Linked DNA regions of Gossypium hirsutum: all the other regions are linked to region 2. A link is a contact called in public Hi-C data. All regions are on one chromosome and are shown on one strand. The core of a region is the stretch at or near the end of the contact, and the rest is flanking DNA. Distances in the headings are between cores, read along the strand shown. Region 1 has its middle 39 kb from the start of LOC107896575. Region 2 holds the start of LOC107894905 (erlin-2-B). Region 3 holds the start of LOC107896575.

Region 1 (3,595 bases), core at 31-2,530, 420 kb before region 2:
ATAAATATTTCTAAAAATATTTATAGCTTGGTTTATGAAATCGAGGTCTCGATACCTTGTGTTTTAGAGTAATTAACCTAATAATTCTTTTAAATCACAATTTCACTAATTCAATAATATTTCTAAAATCACACCTGACTCATAATTATTAAATAATAATAAAATTTTCAAACTCACTCGTCGAATTTAGTGATCTTAAATTACTATTTCTAACACTACTAAAAATTAAGCTGTTACATCAACTCCCTACTTTTGTTTATTTTTATTTTTTGTTGTGAACTGTTTTTTAATTATTTTAATAAAATTCAACTATTATCTTCAAAAAAAAAAAAGAACTTAATGCTCCAAATAATTATCACTTCTATAATATTATGTCAATTTATTACTTTCATACAATGCTCACAAAAAAGTAATTAATAATTTTAATGATTGTCATTTGAGTCATGATTGAAATTTTAAAATTTTAAAAAGCATGGAGCCTAAAAAATAGTTAAACTAAAAAATATGAATTAAATTCATGACTTAGGCATAATATAAAACTAATAGAAAAATTTAACTAAATAAATTTAATTGAAATTTTAAAATTTAAAAAATATAAAAAATAAGTGTGACTAATTGAAGTAAAATTGCAATTTATCTATTATACATAATCTAATAGAAGATTTTAACTTGTAAATAACAATGTCCAAATTGTTTGGTACCACTGATCATGAATTTGACCTGTAAAAGCATTAATATATCTGGCTTTTCTTGTTAGCATGAGTGACTCTAGGATGTTTATCCAAATTCTTTTCTTATGACTTTAAATACGGATATTTTAAATAGATGAATCAGTCAGGTCATTATTTTATTAGTATGATTAGTTCGATTAATTCAATTAAATTATTTTATTGGTATTGAATCAGTTAGTTTTTTCTTTGACATTTCAAAATTTTCCATAATGAAAGTACTTATATTTGTTTAAAAACATATTTTTTTTTCTAAATTAAACATTTTGTAATAGCAACATGGCACATTGTCCCTCCTGTCACAAAGGGCAAATCTTGTCGATGAACTTTGCCATTGGAACAAAAACCAGCTGGCCATGTATATGCTGCAAGGAACAAAAACAAAAACAAAACAAACCCAAATTTAACCCAATTAGTTAGCAATAATAGTGTTACTTTTAGAAGGCAATATTTAACAAACCCCTTTTTGTATAAAAATAAAAACCCCATGAGAGAGAAGAAAGAAGGCATCTTTTGGGTATAGGCTGAAAAGTGTCTAACAAGGAGGTGGTCCAATTATTTTTTGTTTATAAGGGTAAGGAATTTCAACCCCCCAATCAACACCTTTAGAGACCCCATCAAAATAAAAAATCAACCACTCATTTTCAAACTAATACTTCCTTCCATTTCCTTTTCCGACCTAACCTTGTTTTTTTTTTTCTCTTATATAGTACTAATGTTACATATATTAACTTAAGATTTATTCATTACTTCATATAATCTTTTCTCGTTTTAAATTTTTATTTTTTTTATTTTTTAGATTTCAATTAAATTTAGAATCCAGTTGAATAAAATTTTTAATAGTAGACTAGTTATCACAATGTTACTTTTTTTTTCTTTCACAAAATTTGAAATTAAAAATTTTATACAAAAAAATTGAGCTCCTTATCACTAGACCCAACAAGTAAACTTTTAATAAAATTTAAAATTGAATTTAAGCATTGACAACCCATTTTCTACCATCTGATTTTTTTTTAATAACCCAACTAGCTTTATTCGGTATGAAGAATAATTTTTTTTTTTCCTTTTTACATGTATCTTAAGAAAATTTTTTATGGCCTGATATAAAGTACTACATGATTAACTATTTTGGGTGTTTATTTTTGCTATTCTAACTTTCATCTAATTTAGGTGAATGATATTTTTTCTTTGAATTATAGTGAATGATGATATTAGTGTTCAAGTCTTAGGATCTTTATGGATCCCGATTCCCATGGGTGCTATGATGGGTAAGATCTTCACAATTTTTTTACAGAAGATTTTTCCCTAATCTCATCCCACCTCTAATGAAGAAGCCTTTGGCAATTTCACCTGTTCCAAATAATGCATTGACATTGTTGGTGCATAAGCTGCAATGTATCACAGTACATGAGAATTGATGTTGGCACTTTCTATACCACACCTATAGCCAGATTGTAATATCTGATTGAAAGTTTTTTTTTTTATTACGAATATATTTGGCTTTTATTCAAATTTTATTAAGTTAAATCGATAATATAATTTATTGATAATATTCAATAGAGGTGTTAATAGATTGGGTTAGGTTTGGTTAGATTTAAATATGATATTAGTATATTTTATACTTGTTCAAGTTGGGTTGATTCAAAATATGATCCTAAAATTTTGCTTAAGTCCATCGAGCCCATTTTAAGCTCACCCAATTTTACTTTTTGAAAATTTTAAAAATATATATTATTTTTAATTAAATATTTAATAATTTTATTGTTTTTCATTTATTAAAATTTTATATATAGACATCTTTTGCATTTTTTAAATATTTACATTATAATTTTATATATTATTATTAATTTAATTTTCATGTGTTATAAATTATATAATAAATAAAAATAACATAATATAATATATTATAAATATTGAAAATGAGCTAAACTGGGCCAGGCTCAGGCCTTAAATGTTTGAGCCCAAGCCCAACCCATATTTTATATGAGTCTAATTTTTATTTTTTTTGTCTAAGCTCATTTTTTTAGCCTGATATTTTTATCCAAACCCTTCCAAATTTTAAGTAGGACTTTGGGTTTAGGCAAGTAACTTGGCCATGAACAAATTTAGTCCTCAAAAATATTTTGGCCATTTAGTCCTCAAATTAGATAAGTGAATATTTGAGATTAATAGGTGATAAATTTCTAGTTAATAATATAAAAATAAGGTGAGATAAGAATAAACAAGCATTATTGACTAAATGGTACTTAAAGATAATAGCTTGATGAAACGAGGGGTACTTGATTTGCAAAATGAAATTGTGGCTAAAATGATGTTTGGAAGTGTGGCCACGGTTTCAACTACGAAACTAAAAGTGTATAAAATATAAAGATAAAAACCAAGATTATTTACAGAGTTCGATTTCATTCTATACTTGTGGGGTTTTACCTAGAGCATTGATCTATTATCTTTCTCACAATACAACTAATAATTAAGTCCTAACATTGGTCTAACACTCACAAATTTAGCGGTTTTACAATTGTACAATGACTAGAACACTCTCTCACTAAGCTTCTTCCTCAAAAGCTTAGTTGTGGAACATAAAAAACTCTCTTGATTGCTTATAGAAATAATGCACACATAAACAGTCCCTTCCTTGAATAAATTTGTGCTTTATCAGGCTTTTAATCTCTCAGTTACTCTCTATCCAATTTAACCTAGACAAAACTTAAGTTTATAAACTACTCAAATTTTGTTTACATAAGAGTTATAATCTAATCACTTCTCTATAAAGAAGGTTAAAAATCAGCATAAGATATTACTTCCATAAGAGTTTCGATTTAATCCAATGCCTTCAAAGATAAAAAGTGACTTTACTTGTTCTGCCA
Region 2 (3,144 bases), core at 439-2,938:
GTACAATGGTTATTGTTTGGCTCTTTATAGCCCTATTTCTCTACAACTTGCTTCTCAATTAATTACTCTGTTCTTCTTGCAGGTAAACGGGCAGTGAGGGGACAGTGGCGGTGGACATGACCCTTGGCGGTGGCCAGGCTGCGGTGCAGAGGTGTCAAAAGGCTAGGGTTTTCTTTCTGATTTTAAGTTGTATTTGGGCTTGTAGTTTTAGTGGATATTGGGCTCGTTTGGGGTTTGGGTAGGTTTTGTTAGGTTTTAGGCTTAGTGGGTTTAGGGGTTTTGGGCCCAAAATTGGGCTTGTACAACCATACTAAGTTCAATTCTCAGGAAAGATTAGAAACGTCACAGATGGTCCCGCTTAAAACCTAATCTCCTAGACAAAATTTCCTTCTCGTGTAATTTCACAAAACACGAAAATTTATAGAATAGAAAGATGAGAGTTGTTTTTCTCACTGTTTTTCTCTTATTCTGTTCTGTGAAAATTAAGGAAAATAACCTCCTATTTATATGGTTTTTTGAAGGGTAAAATGATAAAATAGCATTGTCATTTTTCAAAAATAACAGAGAATTTTCTTCAACCAAAAATATTTTAAAAATATTTTCTACAACCGTTAAAATATTTTTTACAACTGAAAATATTCTTTTAAATTACCAACAAATAAAATTTAGAATGTAAGTTGCAATATTGCTTTTATTCTTTCTTAATGTAAATAAAAAGGATATTGATAATCTTTTTATTTAAACATATCTATAAATTTATGACTTAAAAATGACTAATTTTAACCCAAAGTCTAAATTATTTTAGTTGTGGATATAATTTTCACCTATTTTTAATATAAAAATAATAATAAAAGTAAAAGGGGCAATTTCCTTGAATTGCATTATCCATTGATTTATATTTCTAGCAAATTCTTGGTCTTATTTTTTTTTTTCTTTCTCTTAAGTGAAAATTAAAACTTCAAGTCAACAAACAAACAAGTCGACTATTGTTTTTTCTTCTTTTCGTTTTCTTTTTTTCTAAAATGCTATTTCTATGCAGCGAACGTGCAATTTCTTAGATTTAGGGTTAGTAGATGCATCTTATTTTAATTTAAGCATAATATCAAATTTAACTTAATATTTATTATTTTATTAGTTTATTCCTAATTCTCTTTTTATCACTTTGATCTTTAATCTTTTTTAAATAATAATATTGATTAAACTATTAGAAGTTAATGGTATTGACAGTGACAGCCCAACCCAAGTGGTAATCTTCATGTATCTCATAAAAATCCAAAAAGGTATTCACATAAAAAAATAATGTGCAAAAGGAATACCATGCAGATTGTCACGTCAATATTGTTCAAATTTTAACAGTTTAATAAGTTTTTTCGTAAAAGACAATTTGATTGAACTTTAAAAGTTGAAGATCAAGTCTTGACTTGAATGAAATAATGGTTAAAACTCTTGTTAAACATCGGTTTGACACGGGTTCAAACTGTGTTACTCTCATCTCCTAACTCTGATACTATATATAAAAAGAATTGAGGATGAAAGTAAAAAACGAATTAAAACAAAAATATTAATATATATATTAAGGTTAAATTTATCATAATAATAAATATATTTGCCAAGTTAATTAGGTGAAGAACTTTCCTATAAATTTAATTGAAAATGAATCAAAATTATATCAAATTTGTCGCCGCCATTAATCCAATGCTCTTTAAAGCTTCGAGTCTAAATCTTTGTGCTCAAGATTTCGCAGCTTCCCCTAAAGAAAAATAGAGAAAACAAAATACTGCTATGTTCAACAGCCATGGATCCTCCACAAGATAGTGCAGCACCACCGTCTCCCCCGGCTCAAAGCGGCGGTTCTTTCGGAATCCCCGCAATGCTTGTCTTTGCTTCCATAGTTATCATCGCCTCCCCGGTAAGTGCCTTCATTCTTCGTTTTCACACGTAAATGCTAAGGAATTGCAACATAATCTGAACATATATCTAATATGGGTTGGGTTTAGAATGGTATTGAAAAGAAAAAATTCAATTACTATACGATATTTTGATTTTTTTTCAAAAATTAAATTGTAATCGAAGATAAAAGAACCAAATTAAATTTATTGGCTCGGATCGGTTCAATTTATTAGTTTTTATATTTTCTTTAAAAAAAATATTTTATATAGTAGTTTAATTTTGTTTTCACTAATTTCAATATTAATTATTTGTTTTTATATTATAAAAAAATAATTATAAATAGAATTTGATTTGATTTCCTCCTCACCATCCTAAATATCCTTATCAACAAAATTTATTGATAATTGAGTCACTATGAGTATGGTTTAGTTTTTATTTTTTTTGTATTAATACGTTTGCATGATTCTTTGTTAAAATTTAAAACCCTAATTTTAGCACCCAAATTCATGATTGGAATTTTCAGGCAATGGTGCCATCATGTTGGTATACTAGAAACAGCTTATCCATTTTGCATCAAGTCCCTGAAGGCCATGTTGGTGTTTATTGGAAGGGTGGGGCTCTTCTAAAAACAATAACCGAGCCAGGTTAGTACCTGCACTTTAATTTGTCACATTATAATTTTTTTTTATTAATATGGACCATCAGTCTAAATTATTAACATAACAAATAATTAGTATTAATATTAGGAATTTTATTACATAAAATTATTTCTAACACTAATTTAATCAATAATATTATTCATATATACATAAATATATACAAATTTAGAATATAAATATACTTATAAAAATTTCAAATGAAAATTAAAAATTATTTTAGTTCAAATGGTAAATGAAAAAATTTTATATGTATGGTGTTCTAGGTTTAAATCTCATTATGAATTTTTTTATTGATTTATAAAAATATAAAAGACAACTAACTTACTTTGTAAATAATTTTTTTTTATAATTTTTTAACTGAGTTAAAATATGATTGATGGTGACACTAAATGAGTAATAAGAAAAATAGCATAGGATGAAAGCAGTTTAAGAATAATTGTGGTTACCGGACCATATTAGGCTTTTTTTCTAAAACAAAATCGAATTGAACAACATTTCGAAGATAGCCAAATAGAATTTCTCTGGTTGGGATTCATAGGTTATTGAATATTTTCAAAAATATCTTTTGTAATTTAATATTATTTTACTAATATTT
Region 3 (3,354 bases), core at 266-2,765, 460 kb before region 2:
AAGAACAGGAGGCAGAACAAACCTTTTCCTCAGGAATTCCATCAGACCATAGAGGACAAAGTGGCGATGCACGCCTGCGGAGAAGCAAATTAGATTCAAAGTTATGCATTAATGTAGATTGTTAAAGACAAAAATGAATCCTAGTTATTTTACCATAAAAATGTGCATTAACTGCTAAATGCACCAAATAATTTACCACATATAAGTTATTTGAACAACTGAAGTAGCTCTAGGGTTTGAAAGCTTAACATTGGCCTATAAACAATATACATGAAGCACCATTTTTTTTTTTGAAGTTACAATTTACAAGTATATCAACAGTTTCCATCGAAATCAATCATTACAAGCACTGAACTGAACAATTAAGTCAACAATCAAACTAACTTGCGCATACATGATTTACACATGAGGGACTTCAACTTGGAATCTAAAAGTTCCTAATGCCTCAACCTTGCCATTAAGCCAATGTCTCATTGACATAAAAAACACCATTAGGTTCTAAAACTACCAGATCAAATACAGAATCAAGTCAACTAGAAATAAAAAGCTGACCTTTTTACTGCAATTACCAGCTAAACACATATTCATTAAAGGTTTTTGCTGAAAGTATTGCTTAACCATTTTTCACCACAGCAATAAGAAAATCAAAGGAATCAACATTTGAATTGATCACATCACTAGCATGTTAAAAAGTACTTCACAAACTGAATCATAAATACAAATTTCCAATAAAACTTTACAATTAGAATCCAGAAAAAGAAATTTCAATTCATTTTTTTTCTAGATAACTCCTAAGAATCAATATTTAAACTGAAATACAAAAGCACTTCTCCCTATAATAAAACAATTAACAAATTTTTTAAAAAAAAAAAAGAAGAAGAAGCGATGAACGTGCCTCGTAATTTGACGGGAGGATAAATTTCAAGTGCTTCCAATAGCCTGAGTTCCAATTCCACCTCCTGTTGCTCCTAATAAATCAACAGATAAATATAAAATTTAAATAAAAATCAACAAAAAAAGTGATTATTAATTGCATAAAACGGAGAAAAAACTAAACGGCGAGAGAAACCTTAGGAAGAGAAGAAGCGGAGGACGGCGGAGCTTTGCAAGGGGAATGTACGGAAACGCCATCTTGTTCCTCTTCTTTTTCTCTTCCACCTTCCATCCCCTCTTTAATTACTTTTCTGCAGTCGTAAAAACAAACACTAGTAGGTGAAATTACTTGTACTATCTTTCAGATTAAACTACAAAATTTGAACTAATAATATTTTTTCCCCTTTCTTGGGCTGGATCCGAAATATACTTCCCATTCCAAGTTTTGTTTTTGTTTGTGCCACGATTGGTACGGCCCATTATTTTGGCAGATTTCATGGGGAAATAAGAGACCTTGGGCTTCCTTACCTCAAAATTTGGAATACCTTAGTAATTCGTCAAAATTTCATCAACACACCTCTGCAATTACAAGTAATAGCAAGTTTTGATGAAAAGTGTTAACTATATCAATGCCTCCACTACAATTTTTGAATAAAAAAAAATTCTTTACCTTAAATTTTACTGCTCAATTCTAATTTTGATTATTTGAAAAATCTTTTTAATTTTTATATTTAAAAAATATTAAAAAATTAACTGAAAATTTTGTATTTAATGAAATAAATACTTGAAGAATAAAAATATATAAAATAAGTTTTTTAGAAAATAATAATTTTTATTTAGTATTGTATTTATTTTACTTATTATTGTTAAATATTAAAATAAGATATAAAAATATTTTCATTAAATTTTGTCTTCAAATTATTCTAAATTAAAATTAACTAGTAAAGTTTAATAAAAACCAAAATTTAATGGTAAAATTCGAGTAAAATGAAAAAATTCGATACACAATTAAAGCATAGTAGTAAATTTAATTCATAAATATAATGAAAAATATCAATAAAAATAAAATTACAGATTAATTCAATAATCTAGTTTTTCTTTTTCAAGTATATTTGAGGAGTTAATTCTTTATATTTTATTCATATAAATGTGTCCAGCAAAAAATGCTTTAGAAAATAAGATAATGGATAATATTATGATAAATAATTGTGATTAATTTTTTTTTTATGCATTTGAGATTTCCCTTTTTGGCATTCTCTCAAAAAATAGAAACCCTAAAAACCTCACAAACAGGAACATGTGAGTTTAGCATAATTATAATGGTGGAGATATGATGTTATAATTGTAATTTCGTAGTATTATTCTTTTCATTAACCATGTTTATAATCAATAATATTCGTTATCTGAAAACATTGTTGAAGAAGAGAAGGCATATTTTAGTTGGTACGTTCCTACCTAAATAAGGAAAAGTTGGGAATCATTAGTTATAAGAATATCACCACCATGGTTTCATTGTCTCTTCACACTTGCACGTGATTTCATATATTGCAACATCTAAATTTTATTATTAATCTCTATACTACCAATTTAATTTTTATATTTTTTTAAATTTCAAATTTTTAGTTTTAATCAAAATGATAATTATTAATTTTATGAAGTTTAATTGTTTTTAAAACTTAATGCGCATGGACAAAAGTTTGCTCACACGCTTTGTTCACAGTAGCAAGTCTTTTGTTCCTTTGTTTTGTCGGTTTCTTTTGATTTCTTCATTTTTTATGCCACCTTTGCCTTTTGTTATTTTTGCTTTCGAAAATGGAAAAAAATAAAAAAAAAACCTTGCTAAGTTGAGTATAGAAGATGTTAAAGAAGAGATTTGGCAATTTTCTGATGGATTTGAGTTGTAGAAAAAAGGCTTATAAATTCAGTCTTGTTGGATGTTTTATTACGGCAAGTGTGATACACTTTTCTGCAATGAGAAACACTTCGACAAATCTCTGGCATCCATCGAGGGAAGTTCAAAATTCAGATTTGGGTGAGAACCATTTTTTATTCAAATTCTTTCATGCACTTGATATTGACAGAGTGATCAATGGCGCCATGTGGACGTTCAATAATTACCTTTTGGTGTTTTATCGTTTAAAGGAGGATGAAGATCCGATGCAAGTTTCTTTGGTTTTCTTGTATTTTTGGGTACAAACACATGATTTACCCCCTGGTTTATTTTCTAAAAATGTTGCTAGATAGTTCAGAAATTTCATTGGAAATTTTGTGGAATATGATTCTAAACAGCAAAACCGTAGGTATACAAATTTTATGAGGATTAGAGTTCAAGTAGATGTTCTTGTTCCATTAAAGAGACGAAAGAAAATAAAGATTTCTCAATCGAGTTTTGTTTATGCGAATTGTAACAGCCCGATTTCGGGCTTAGTTGGAACAGTGGTTTTGAGACCACTAATCTGAAGTCAGAGAAAGTATTTTATT

What was found. Hi-C and Micro-C count contacts between places; a contact is called where the count stands out from the background.
Region 1: a Hi-C map of leaf shows a contact between it and region 2, with 1.6 times the contacts expected there. The contact joins the enhancer-like site here to the promoter of LOC107894905 in region 2. A contact is called at or near these places in 2 of 34 Hi-C or Micro-C datasets (both in leaf).
Region 3: a contact with region 2 is called in a Hi-C map of leaf, with 3 times the contacts expected there. The contact joins the promoter of LOC107896575 here to the promoter of LOC107894905 in region 2. A contact is called at or near these places in 8 of 34 Hi-C or Micro-C datasets (callus, fibers, hypocotyl and 1 more).

What each region holds. Positions count from the first base shown.
Region 1 is chrA13:31,958,281-31,961,875 of Gossypium_hirsutum_v2.1, reverse strand. No RefSeq gene overlaps it. Among protein-coding and RNA genes, the nearest start is that of LOC107896575, 39 kb to the left of the region's middle. Within about 2 kb of position 1,280, at least 4 of the 9 cell types and tissues checked have an H3K27ac peak or open chromatin away from gene starts, as enhancers often do. A contact at or near this core is called in leaf, where this site is marked.
Region 2 is chrA13:31,540,927-31,544,070 of Gossypium_hirsutum_v2.1, reverse strand. LOC107894905 (erlin-2-B) reads left to right here and starts at 1,688. Exons shown (of 9, transcript XM_041084858.1): 1 at 1,688-1,909; 2 at 2,414-2,534. The coding sequence starts at 1,796. It overlaps LOC107894904 (a long non-coding RNA gene), which reads left to right. Exons shown (of 2, transcript XR_001683315.2): 2 at 83-452.
Region 3 is chrA13:31,997,667-32,001,020 of Gossypium_hirsutum_v2.1, reverse strand. LOC107896575 reads right to left here and starts at 1,515. Exons shown (of 6, transcript XM_041085034.1): 1 at 1,402-1,515; 2 at 1,070-1,184; 3 at 896-968; 4 at 23-74. The coding sequence starts at 1,165.